2 separate regions of the Ovis aries genome follow, and region 1 is linked to region 2. The links are chromatin contacts, called in public Hi-C maps. All regions are on one chromosome and are shown on one strand. The core of a region is the stretch at or near the end of the contact, and the rest is flanking DNA. Distances in the headings are between cores, read along the strand shown.

Region 1 (6,941 bases), core at 2,019-4,518, 200 kb before region 2:
GAACCACCAGGAAGACTTTTAAAAGAGATGAAGTTCTTTTTCATATCAAACTTCATACAAAGAAGGGAACTATATTCTCATAAAAACCGTAGGTAATGGGGACTTCCCTAGTAGTCCAGTGGTTGGGAATCTGCCTTGCAATGCAGGAGACACGAGTTCACCCCCTGGTCGGGGATCCAAGATGCCACAGGCTGCAGAGCAACCAAGACCTCACACTGCACTGCCGAGCACGTGCGCCACAGCTCTAGCGTCTGTGTGCCGCAAGGAAAGCTCCCACACGGAGCAACGAAGATTCCCCCATGCCGCAGCTGAGACCTGACGCAGCAAAAAACTTACAGGAAATAGACTTCACTGTAGACAGAGATACGTCTCCCATTCAAAATTGCGGCTCACACTGAAGTCACCCCGTGGATACTGCGATCAGCCACATCTGCTGGACAACATTCACCCCTCATTCAAACTTTCACCATGTTCCAAGCAAAGCAGCAGCTTTCCTTTTTATAATTCTATTTATTTATTTGTGGCTGCCTTGCAGGCTTTTCTCCAGTGGCTGTGAGCAGGGGCTGCTCTGCAGCGGCGGCGTGCGCACGTGTCACTGAGGTGGTTTCTCTGGCTGCAGGGCACGGGTGCTAGGGTTCCCAGGCTCCCGAGCTGGGGCACACGGGCTTAGCTGCTCTGGGGCACGTGCGATCTCCCTGGCCTACCTCCTGCATCACCACTGAGCCACCAGGGAAGCCAAGGAGATGTTCTTCTTGTATTGATCTTTGGCCATTACTTTAGGGCAAGATGATCAACTGAACAGAACACAGCATTCCTATGAAAACAGCCTCTAAAATCCGTCTCAACTTCTGCCTTCACTGCCATTCTATGTCTCCAGCGACCTGTGGACTGCTCCTCACAGACAGCAGGGCAAGATGTGAAAGCTGATACGGACCTGACTCCTCACCTATAAAACGACGGGCAGATAACCTCCAAGAATGCTTTCCCCACAAAAACATCGTCTGGACGCATTCCCTGTCCTGTGAATGTCCCCATTTCTGAGAAGAGATAAAATACATAAAGGGCCTAGCCAACAGTCACTGCAGTGAGCCATCCTGCCTCTGACAGGAGTGTCACAGGAAGGTTAAGCTGTGGTTAGATGAGTCTCCAGTGTGTGCTTCCAAATACTACAAATGCATCCATACTCTCTTCTCCCAATATTTCAATACAGAACTTCAATTTGGGCCATGTTTTCCCAAGTCTGTACATATCATAGTACCTTTTGGAGTAAAGCATCTCCTTTCAGGTCTTTTAAATTTATTTTTTTGAAGCCCCAAAAGGTACCTTTAATTGCAGTATTTCAAGATTCAGAGAACAAGTAGAGATGAATCCCAGGCATGCCTTCAGAAAACCTGTAATCTCCATACAAGTACAAAACGATGCTCTTGGTGCTTGGCTTACTGGTTACCTGGTGGTGCCCATATTAGCCAAAGTTGCTTATTTAGCAAAAATCACCACGGAGCTTGAACATTAGGTTTCTTTTGCTATGCTCTAAGACCTTTTCATGTTTTATAAAGTTGTTCCCATATGTAAATCATCTGTTATGAGAGCTTAATGGCATCCCCCAATTTCACTGGCACTTCTACAGAAAATGCTTCCTGCCATCTGCACCTTTCTACATACCACTGTTGAGAGGCTGAGCTTCCGGAATATGAGATGGTTCCCACCTGACATTAATTCCAGACTGAACAAGCTTCATTCCTAGCCCTTGTCCCAAGCTTGAGTTCACAGAGATAAATTCCACCACACCAGCTGAATTCTGCCAAACCACCTGTCCAGGCTTTAACAAAAACCTCAGCACCTCCAGAAACTGTTTCCAAGTGAATCCTTCCTTCTTCGGCCCTCTCCATTTCTCACACCACTATTTTAGTTGGACTTATTTCTCAGTGACACAATTTTAATCACAGTAAATCACAGTGGTCCAGCTGCCTAGGTTCAAATCTTACTTCCACCATGCTAGCTCTTTGACTTGGCAAAGTCATTGAATCTAATTTTGCAAGAAAGCAGGAAACATCAAGAAATGAAAAAACATCATTATGATGGAACTACTGATAGTATCTATCTCATATAGATGCTACAGAGGATTAAACGAGGCAGTGCCTGCAAAGCAACACTTGGCACAGTTCCTAGAATAGAGCAAGCTTCTCCTCTGCCACTTTATTACTACTGTTGTAGTTCTTATTGTTGTTCTCAGCAGCTTCCTAACTGGTCTCCTGCCACAGGGTTGTCACTCTTCACCAATCCATCTTCTGGGCCACTTCTAGGAGGAGGCATTTTCAAAAATATTTCTTGGTTATAACATACATATTTCATTACAGAAAAGTCAGAAAACATAATGAGAGGAAAGTCCCTCACAGTCTGACCAGAAGTGACTTTGTGGGCCCCTTATTTCCCAGCAGCTGGGGGACACTTATTCTGATCATAGGAATTGGGGCCCCCTCCCTTTCTCTCTTCATGTTTGTAGACATCTGACCTGTCTTCCTTGTGTTTAGGGCCTCATTTGCTGTTTCTCCTCCTCCAGGGAAGGAAATATTCTTCTGTGGGGCTGAGGACATAGTTGATCCATAATAAATATTCTAATTGTGGAATTCAATGATACAGATATTGGGATGAGATATCATGTTTGGTCAAACTAATTTTTTTAAACTTGAATTTTAATCCCACTGTTGATGTAGTTCTTCCTAGGCTTTTCTCTATTTTTAAAAAAATGTTGATTTATTTGCTGTGCCAGGTCTTAGCTGTGGCATGCAGGATCTTTAGTAGCAGCACATGGGATCTAGTTTCCTGACCAGGAATCGAACCCAGGCCCCTTGCATTGGGAACATGGAATCTTAGCCATTGGACCACCAGGGAAGTCCCCTCTCTATTCTTGTTTTAACCCTAGGTGAGCTGATCATTTAAATATTCTTTGTATCTGCTGTTTTCATTGTCAGCATTTTTCCACAATTTAACATTTAACAACACAAGGTGGGTTTGGTTCTAATTGTTTGTTTAGCAATAGATAGCATACAAATATTTTATCCGTATTACATGCAAATAAAATACAAGTTGGAGTAATGGAGAACTAGTGGTGGTGCTCCCCTTACCTCTTGCCCACTGCCCCTGCCACCCCCAAACCCTGCCCGGCAACAGGCTGCCACCGTTGCCACGCTGGATTTCTCTGACGCCGACTCTCTACTGCCCCTGCTTTCGCTCAGGAGCTTCAAGCTGAATCTTGTCCTATCCACTGGGGGGCTCCTCTGGCCTAAGAAATGCAGGCGCACCCTGAGGGCTCAGGTCTACCGTGAGCCAGCGGCTTGCTCCTTAACCACACTCACGAATTCCTCGGGCTAGGGTGGCTACCTTCTCACGTCACCCCACCTATGTTCACTACAGTCTTCAAAACCCAGCTCCGAAAAGTAGCTTCCTAAGCAAAGCACTGCCCTCCAAGATGACAACCAAGCCTAGTGTTTCAGAGCACGATGGCAGTTCAACCACTTCCACATAACAGCACAGGCACCCGGCAGATACCTGCTGACTGGACCGCTGGGTATTTCATTGTTTACATTGTCTCTTTAAGCAGACCACGATGTCCTTAAACCATTTCTCTTAAATTTTATCACACTGGTCACTAGGACTGGGTTAGGTAAACAATAAATGACAGATCAATAAAGTAACAGCCAACACTTTCTTTCCTTCGTAATATTTCTGCTTTTACATCCTTCTCTTGCTTTTTTGCACTTGATAGGCTTGATAATAGCTAAGTACTCTTACAGTGCTTCTTACATGCTAGACACAGTCCTAAGTGCTTTACCTGTATTAACTAATTTAATGCTCAGATAAACCCTGGTGACCAGGTACTACTATCCCCTTCATTTTAGGCATGGGGAAGTGATGGGATTAAAATTCAAGTTTAAAAAAAATTAGTTTGACCAAACATAGTATTTCATCCCAATATCTGTATCACTGAATTCCACAATTAAATATTTATCACAGATCAACTGTGTCCTCAGCCCTATATAAGAATACTTCCTTCCATGGAGGAGGAGAAACAGCAAATGAAGCCCTAAACAAAAGGAAGACAGGCCAGACATCTACAAACATGAAGAGCGAAAGGGGGCCCCCCACGTCCTATGATCAGAACAAGTGTCCCCCAAACGCTGGGAAATAAGGGGCCCTCAAAGTCACATCATTATTAGACCCAATAATGAAGAGGGTTGGCCCTCAGTGGAAACCACAATCTCAGGGCACGTTTGTGAGCCTTTGGCAGGACGCTGCACATCTGTGCACCCCTGGATGGAAGCACTGAGGCCAACTTTTCCTTGTTCTCCAAGAGATTCTTTGTCGCCAGCCCCACTCACTGTCTTGTACCCCAGGAGTCTGGGATAGCTGGAGCAGGCAGGACAGCCCAGCTTCTCCTTGTCAACTGGGATACAACAGCCCAACAAATCACACAACTGACCAAACATTACAGTGTATTTAAACAAGCAGAGAAGACAGCCTTCTCATAAGATCTATCGGTGTATCATAAGATCGCAGCAATTCAACATGCTCATCATCGGTCTCAATGTGTTTTTTGGCCAGCATCTGAAACGTGCACATCTTTTACGGAATGCTCAGTAAGTAGCAGATATCCACCTTCTATAGTGGACCTGGAGTTTCCTGAGGCATCCATGACCTCCCCCGAGACAGCGAAGTCCCCCAGAGCAGCCTTCCAGAGGCCCGGTGCCCTGCTTCTCTTCCAGAAGGCAAGGCTCAGAAACAGACCCAATTCTTCAGTGCTCTCATCCACACCAGGGCCTCAGCCATCACCTGAAATTAACTACGTCCAAATGCATAACTCAGGGCCCGATCTACAGTCTCTCTGCCCTTCAACTCAGGCTGTCCAAACAGAACTCGCCACTTCTCCAAACGTGCGTTCTCAGTGCTCACTGCCACCAAGCCAGAGACCTGAGCTGTCCACGCCCCCACAGCCCCCTCCTCAGAGGCTACTAACTCTGCTGCCTCTCCCCACCTAGTGTTTCAGCCCAGGCCTGGCTCACAAGAATACCTTTCCTACAGGCCCCCCCAACCACCGTCTTTCCTCCCCACAAGCCGGAACAGTCTTTCAGAAGCACAAGCTGATGATTGGTGCTTTAAAACCCTCAGGAGCTCATTACATATTACCAGTAAGACTAAGCCAAACTCCCAAGCGAGGCTCCCTGGGCCCTGCATGTGAGACCTGGTCCCTGCCTGCTTCTCAAGCCGCCTTTCGTCATCCCCACACAGACTCCTTCCCTTTTGCTTTCTCAGGCCAAGAGCCATCGAAATAGGCCCTACTCTGTCACGGGCACCAAGCTGTTGCCCAAGCTGTTCCCTCTTCTCAGCACATCTTCCTTCCACCGGACAGCCCTGCAGGCCTCAGCACAAGCACCACCTCCCACAGGAAGGCTTCCACGACGCCTTCGCCTCAATCTGTACGACAAAGCACCACCACTGACACACGATATACCACACAGCATCACCATCAGTTTCCTTCAATGTCTTCTCCACTAGCCTGCGTGCTCACTTCTGCGTCCACAGGCCCCAGTGTGGTGGCCGGCACACAGCAAATGTTTCCCAAATCAAAGCCAGAACCTAGAAATCCAAGCCCACCGGGCCTCATCCCCTTGCCCTTCCCCACCAGCCAGAAGGACTTACCCACACAATCACAGGTGGGGAACTCGGCCTGGGCTCTCTTGGCGGGTGTGTCCAGCAGACTCTTGGTGGGTGTGTCCAGGTACTTAAGAGGCGACTCCAGGAAGCCACTGAGGGTGGGTGTGAGTGGGTTCTCGGCCTTGGTGGGTGTGGCCTCCTGGCCTCCCTCCTCTGAATGGAAGCAGGTGGTTGAGAGCACAGTCACAGCCCCGGAAGATTCGATCTTGATTTGCTTGGGAGAGCGGGTAGCAAAAGGGCTCTCGGGGGCTGGGAGACAAGTTGGCTGGTTCTCAGGGTCCTGAATGGGCACAGACGGGGGGCCAGGAAGCCCAAAGCTATCCCCAAATTCAGCCTCAAACTGCCGGATGAGCTCTTCCAGCTTGTCATCAGCAGGGGGAAGAGGGCCAGTGGAGCCTGGCTGCAGGGCTGCCACGGGGCTGGGAGACCTCATTTCCTGAGTAGGGGCCAGCAGGCTGTCCCCGGAGGGACTAGGTGCAAATAGCGCAAGAGAAGGTTCTGGGGGCAGGGGGACGACAGAGCCCTGTGAGGTGGGGACGGGGGCAGGTGGGTGAGCCTGCACGTCCTCAGAGGCTGGGGGCCTCAGCCCTTCCAGGACGATCTGCCGCAGAGGCGGGAAGAGGGGCTGCGCTTCTCGTGGCCTGGACTTCTTGATGTGAACGGGCTTCCGGACACCGGGCTTGATCCCAGGGCCAGCTCTGTCAGCTCCCACAGGACCTCCAGCTAGTGCCAGGGGCTTCTTCTTCTTCTCCTTGGGTGGTCTGTCGGAAGGCCGAGGGGCAGGTGAGCTGGGTGGCGCCCACCAGCCAGGAGCAGGAAGCTCCGGGGGCAGCGGGCGGGAGGCGTCGTGGGCCTGTTCCAGGAAGAGACTGCGCTTATGGTGGAGGTGCTGCTGCAGGGCCGTCTGGGCCTTCTGGTGGGTGTCGGGCTCCGAGGACGATGTGGGCGCCTCCCTCTGGAGAACGGGGGACGGGGAGGACGAGGGCACCTCGACCTTGACCTTGGGCTTGGTGGGCAGGGCCTCGGGCCGCTTGAATACTGACTGGATGTAATCGCTGGCACTGCCCAACAACTGCTCCAGTTCAGCCATGGGGTCAGGGCTTGGGCGAGGCATGGGCCACGAGCTCTGGGGAGTTGCCGGTGGCGTGTCGGTGCCCCAGGCTTCAGGAAACTCTGTTCTCGGAGTTGCTGCAGGGAAGGCAGGGCCGTCAGGAGCAAAGGATGGGTGC
Region 2 (6,041 bases), core at 1,314-3,813:
GCTGCCTTCATAGCGAAGGGACAGGAAAAAACCTTCATCGATACAAAACATGTATAGTTTAAACACCAACTCTCTTGCCTAACAGCTGGGCCATGTGGGCACAGCCCAAAGAGCTAGGTTTCTTACTCATGAAATTACTGAGTCACGAAAACAACACTTGCAGTACCCATGTCTTTGAATGTCAAGAACAGCTAATATGTCGGAGCTGCAAGCAAAAATGATTAATGATAAGGATGTTGTAAAGTCCTCTGGTTTTAGCAATTCTGAGCAGAAATAAATGAGCACAAGAGCACCATGAGTGAGGCATCAGTCACCAGAAAAGAAAAAGGAAACTGGAGGTGTCTTACGTGATATACTTGTTATAGAGGATGAAGGCATATTCAATGTTGCCTTCCTCGCAGTAAACAGATGCCATTCGGATAATCTCCACTCCGGAGCGGAAGTACCGGCGGGGTGGAATGTCTTCATTTATCTCCACGGCGCTGCCCCTGTGGGACAGAGCCCTAACCCGGTCTTCGGGTGGGAGGCTCACGTCTCCATGGTCAGACATGAGGACCAAGACGTCCTGAAACAAGTAAAAGATGGCATCAATACCAAGGCCCCCGTCACCTCGGCACAGGTGTTTATCTCAACAAACCTCCACCTTACAAAGAAATTAAGAGAAAAACACCACATGCTGTTGCCCATATTAACTAAGGTCTCTTCGCCACAAGAAGCCTGAGACCCTCCAGGAAGCCCATTTCACAAGGATGAAAGGGCTGACAGACTCAGAAACCTGTAATGCCTGTGGCATGATTAGGTGGTACAAAGAGTGTAACTATAATGAGCCACAAGAGCTTCAGTCCTCTTTTCATGCTAATCATTCCCTGTCATTAGGTGGCCCTGACCTCAGCACCATAAAAAAAGGAACAGTATCTTGTATTTTTTCCATTATCTCTCCTCCCAGCTACCCACTTCCACCCACCCCAGTACCTGACAGAGAATACTCAATGACATTTCCTGATGATTGTTAACTGACTTTAAGTTGATCATTTAACCTGAGAGTAACGGACTTTGTCTACAACTTTTCGCACTTTAGCACAAGGTTAGTGAGGGGAAATGGTGTGGGGATGAATATTTATAATCCTGACTCTGCTCATAAAATCACTAGTCCAGTCAATGTACAACATCATCATTTCAAGGTAAGGAATTCAGATCTAGAAAACAGTTTATTCAAATCTATCTTTGAAGACTAAGTACTCCTTGAATAACAAAAGGACAAAAAGGTAACTTGAAAGGCAAAACCCAAACCAAAAATAACAAAAACCGCCTGGGAGTCTCCCCTCCCTGGGTCTCAGATTGCAGTCATTCTAGAGTCTTTCCTGATACTGCTGCTGTTAGAATCAGATTCTTTCTTCCAATCAGATATCACTCTACATCACTTCCAGGAAGATTCTGGGTATTTGATGCATACTGAATTACAGCACACCCCCTGTATTACAGCACACTCCAGTATTCTTGCCTGGAGAATCCCATGAACAAACGAGCCTGGTGGGCCATAGTTTACAGGGTCACAAAGTCGGACATGACTGAAGCGACACAGCACAACCAGCATGCTGTAGAACACACAAGCTATAGCAGATTTTGGAATTCAAGGCCCTGTGTCAACTGGCCCCATTCGGTCCTTTTAAACCTTACTCATTGCCAACAGAGACCTTTTGCTTCAGTCAGGATTCTTATCTGCCCAGAAATCCTCATATGTGTTTCATTTGTCTACCCACTGTTGTTTTCCATTCCAAGCACTCCCTCAAAGATGATTTTCTCCAGGTCAATTCTATCTTTAGGTCACACTTCCTCCACCAAGCTTTTTCTCAAACACCCTAAGGGTACAAAAGTTGTGGGGACTACCAGGGATGTAGAGGCAGTCCACCTCCTGTGGGAGTCTTTTCAGGGGCTCAAGAAGCCACTAGCAAATCTAAAAGCTCCCCAAGTTGCCTAATTAGTAAACTCACTGCAGAGCCCATCAAAGCTAACTGAGGCAGGAGAGGCTTGTTGCTCTTTATCACCTCTCCGGAGAGGATCTTTTGGTCGAGAATGGAACCTCTTCCCAAGGCCAGCAAGTGCTGCCCCACACGACAAGGCTGACCAACACTCCAAAGAGGAGACGCAGCGTCCGCAAATAAGGGGGAAAGTGGCGGAAAAAACCGAAACGGGGGAAGATGACCGGGAGGCGAAAGGAAGTACCAGGAATGAGCGATGGGGGCGTTTACAGCGGAGAAGGATCCACTGACAACTACTCGAGGCCTTCTCGAAGGCACTCAAGCCAAGTTGTCAACATCGGGCAAAATTATTCAAGGCTTTCGCGTCTATCGCGAGCGGTAGGAGGGGACCGGAGCCGTCAGGGGCCTCGCGCGCGACAGGCCGGGCAGGGGGCGCAGGGAGGAGAAGGCTGCAGGCCCCACACTCACGGTGGCCGCTCGCCGTCAGACTCCGATCACGCTCAGCGCCCGGGCCCCACCACACAGCTGGGACCCTTCCCCACCTGTCCCCCGCGGACGACTCTCGGCGCTTCCGAAAACGTCACGTCCGGCATCCGCCCCGCCCCGCCCCGCCCCCTCCCTCTGGTCTGTGAGTTAAATTCTCAAAAACTTAGGACCCGAGCGGCGACTGGTGGGCGGAGCTAGAGCTGCCACCTGCAGGAGAAGAAAACACCAATGAGGAGAGAGCGGGGCCATTTTGGTAAAGGAAAATCAACCAGCAAAGAAGAGAAAACGAGCAAAGGACCCAATGACCAAGCTAACTTTTATTTTAGGTTAGTACAGACACAGTGAAAGGCTACACACGTTGTAATACAACATCCCTTGGAAAAGCTTAAGAAGTATGAAATCAGATAAAATCTGTTGCATAAATCATACATGTATTGAAATTAGACTGGTAACCTTCATGCTTACCGCATGCCTTTATGTCCTCCGCGTTTGTGCAGATGAGTTATATGTTTGTGCGTGCGTGCTAAGTCGTTTCAGTCCTGTCCAACTCTGTGCGACCCTATGGACTGGAGCCTGCCAGGCTCCTGTGTCCTTGGGATTCCCCAGGCAAGAATACTGGAATGGGTTGTCATGCCCTCCTCCAGGGGATCTTCCTGACTTAGGGATCAAACCTGCATCTCATGTCTCTTGCATTGGCAGGCAGGTTCTTTACTACTAGCGCCACCTGGGAAGCACGTGTTATATATTTATGTCAGTCCTGAAAACTAGGGTATCCCAGTTTTCTGCAGAAAATTCTATGAGCTTTATCAAGATTGATTGCATGTTGAAACCTACCCCACCAGATTATTAATACCCTGTTTATATTACGAAGTCACTGAAAAACCAGATGAGCTATGTCTTGAATTTTTTATGCTAAATACACATCCTTGGGTCTTCTCTATGTGGAAATTTGCTTTCCCTGAATTTCCACTCACTTATTTTTTTAGAAATTACTCAAATCTTAGCTCATTTCACCTCAATTTTGTTTATTGTCACATTCAGAAAGGTCATGTCGAGTTCTGTTTTAAACCTTTGTGGCCAGAAAGATAGGCCACGTTGGACTCAGTGGCTGTTAGGGTTCATCCTGGTCAGTGACAAGATTTTCAGAGGAAGAGTATTTGGGGAACTGAGCAGTCATTCTAGTGGTTTCCACTAGTAGGATCTAAAAGTACACTTCATTTTGCAAACTTTAGCACACCGCTTAAGCCCCTCGAGTTCTTTTTTGCATACTGGTTAAGCCATTAAAATTTGGGGGCATTAACTTTTTTTTTTTCCTAGCCGTGCAGCACAGACTGTGGGATACTGGTTGAACACATGCTCCCTGCTTGGAAGCATGGAGTCTTAACCACTGGTCCACCAGGGAAGTCCCTAATTTTTTTTTTTTAGCATATATTACAATAAAATTTTATTTGTAAATTTGAAAAGCACTTATTTTGTAACCATTTCCTTTTCAGACTATAGGACTTTCAAAGCTTTGTTAAGAAAAGACTTCAGCATTTCACTAGAAATTTCTAGGTTTTCATAGGTTACCTGACTCTGTTGTGATCATAAAATTTGTGGTTACCATTGCAAAAAACAGGTGTACATTTGTTTTAGATTAGCAATATTAGATCTTGGCTGTTGGAGTTTTAATGTTTAAAGCTGTTTCAATATCCAGTCTGAATTTTGTTAAAAATGACATTTGAATTTATCCCTTGCTTCAAGGTATAGTATTCAGCTTTATAAACTTTTAAAAATATTAGTAGACTAATTCTTATTCATGTATGGCAGAAACCAACAAAATATTGTAAAGCAATTATCCTTCAATTAAAAATAAATTTAAAAATATGTTAATAGACTAAAGCCCAGTATGTTTAATATTTGATTATCTAGAAATATTATATCAATATATATTTGTTCTTTACCACTATATTGTTGTTTAGTTGCTCAGTCATGTCCAATTCTTTGTGGCCCCATGGGCTACAGCATGCCAGGCTGCTGTGTCCTTCACTGTCTCCTGGAGTTTGCTCAAACTTGTGTCAATTGAGTTGTTGATGACCACTATATAATATCGATGAATCTGCTTGCTTTAACCACCACAAAATTGTCAAGAACTCTTCTATTTGTCTACACATACTATTTCATAAATGGGTGTGCTTAACAAGGACTAAACTATTTAAAACTGAAGTAGAAACCTATTTGCTTTGGAGTCTGATTGTATTACCCAGTAATTGAATGATTTTGTTCTGTTGCTGTCTGGAAGAGTACTCACAACTTCCTTAAATTCTAAAAATAGTTGCTATAATAAAAAACATCTTTTGCCTCATTATCTCATTAACTTACAATTTTGAATCTTATGAAAGAACTACTATTTTCATTTTGAGTAGGGTTTTCCTGCCAGATAGACACTCTAACACACTGACATTAATCCAGTATTCAAAGAGGGATTGCTGATCTGAAAACCTGGCTAAACTTACCAGGTTTTCTAAATCAGAGAAAAGAAACTCCTGAAAATTTCCATTTGTTTGTGTTACATTCTAGACAAAATTGTTGGCCTGAAGTATTAGACAATTATTTTTTGCCTAAAAGACTAACTTTTTAATGTCACAACACCAAAAAAAATGTATTGAAAAGGAGTGTTTAATCTCTAAGGGTCACTGTGCAAAGCAATGGGGACACAAATATCTGTATGACACAGTTCCTACCCTACGACCAGGGCATGGTGTTTATTTACACCAAACACAGAGTGACGCATCCTATTTGTGGATGTGTATATGTATGAATGCATGCACAGCCTCTTTCCAAAAAGTTCTGCAAGCCTACTAGTCCTTCTGTCTCAGGACACTATCACCACTCCAAAGCTTTATGCTGTGGTTTAAAAGTTTAGCTCTTGATTGTCATACTGAGTGAAGTAGGTCAGACAGAGAAGGAGAAATATCATGTGACATCCCTTATGTGTGGAATCTAAAAAGAAATTATACAAATGAACTTATTTACCAAACAGAAATAGACTCACAGACTTTGAGAATGAATATACGGTTGCCAGGGAGGAAGAACTGGGGAAGGGATAGTTAGGGAGTTTCGGGATTGACATGTACACACTTCTATATTCAAAGTGGGTAACCAACAAGGACCTACCATAGAGCACAGGGAACTCTACTCAATGTTATGTGGCAGCCTGGATGGGAGGGGAATTTCAGGGAGACTAGATATGTGTGCATATGCGGCTGAGGCCCTTTGCTAGCCACCTGAGACTACCACCACATTGTCAGTCGGCTATGCGCCAATATAAAATAAAGGGTTAAACTCTCTATACATACTTTAAACCCCAAATTTTGAAAGACTGTCTGTAAGTTTGTTAGTGTGATGACATGACACTTCAAGATCTAGCTTAAACCCCTGCACAGGTATAGCCTCCTCCACTAGGCCAGCATCCAGATCTCTAATTTCTCCCATTCTCAGTTATGTATATTTTTCTTAAATTTCCCTGGAGTGATTTTGCACGGGCATTGGCTTTTTAGACTTATGGCTGAAAGCGCTTATCAGATTTTTTCCATT

What was found. Hi-C and Micro-C count contacts between places; a contact is called where the count stands out from the background.
Region 1: a Hi-C map of hypothalamus shows a contact between it and region 2, with 6 times the contacts expected there. The contact joins the enhancer-like site here to the promoter of STAMBP in region 2. A contact is called at or near these places in 11 of 16 Hi-C or Micro-C datasets (blood, hypothalamus, liver and 7 more).

What each region holds. Positions count from the first base shown.
Region 1 is chr3:95,857,453-95,864,393 of ARS-UI_Ramb_v3.0, reverse strand. It overlaps TET3 (tet methylcytosine dioxygenase 3), which reads right to left. Exons shown (of 12, transcript XM_015094461.3): 4 at 5,698-6,941. Among named protein-coding and RNA genes, the nearest start is that of TET3, 59 kb to the right of the region's middle. Within about 2 kb of position 3,268, at least 3 of the 54 cell types and tissues checked have an H3K27ac peak or open chromatin away from gene starts, as enhancers often do. A contact at or near this core is called in hypothalamus, where this site is marked.
Region 2 is chr3:95,656,548-95,662,588 of ARS-UI_Ramb_v3.0, reverse strand. It overlaps STAMBP (STAM binding protein), which reads right to left and starts at 2,563. Exons shown (of 10, transcript XM_027967012.3): 1 at 2,522-2,563; 2 at 348-565. The coding sequence starts at 550.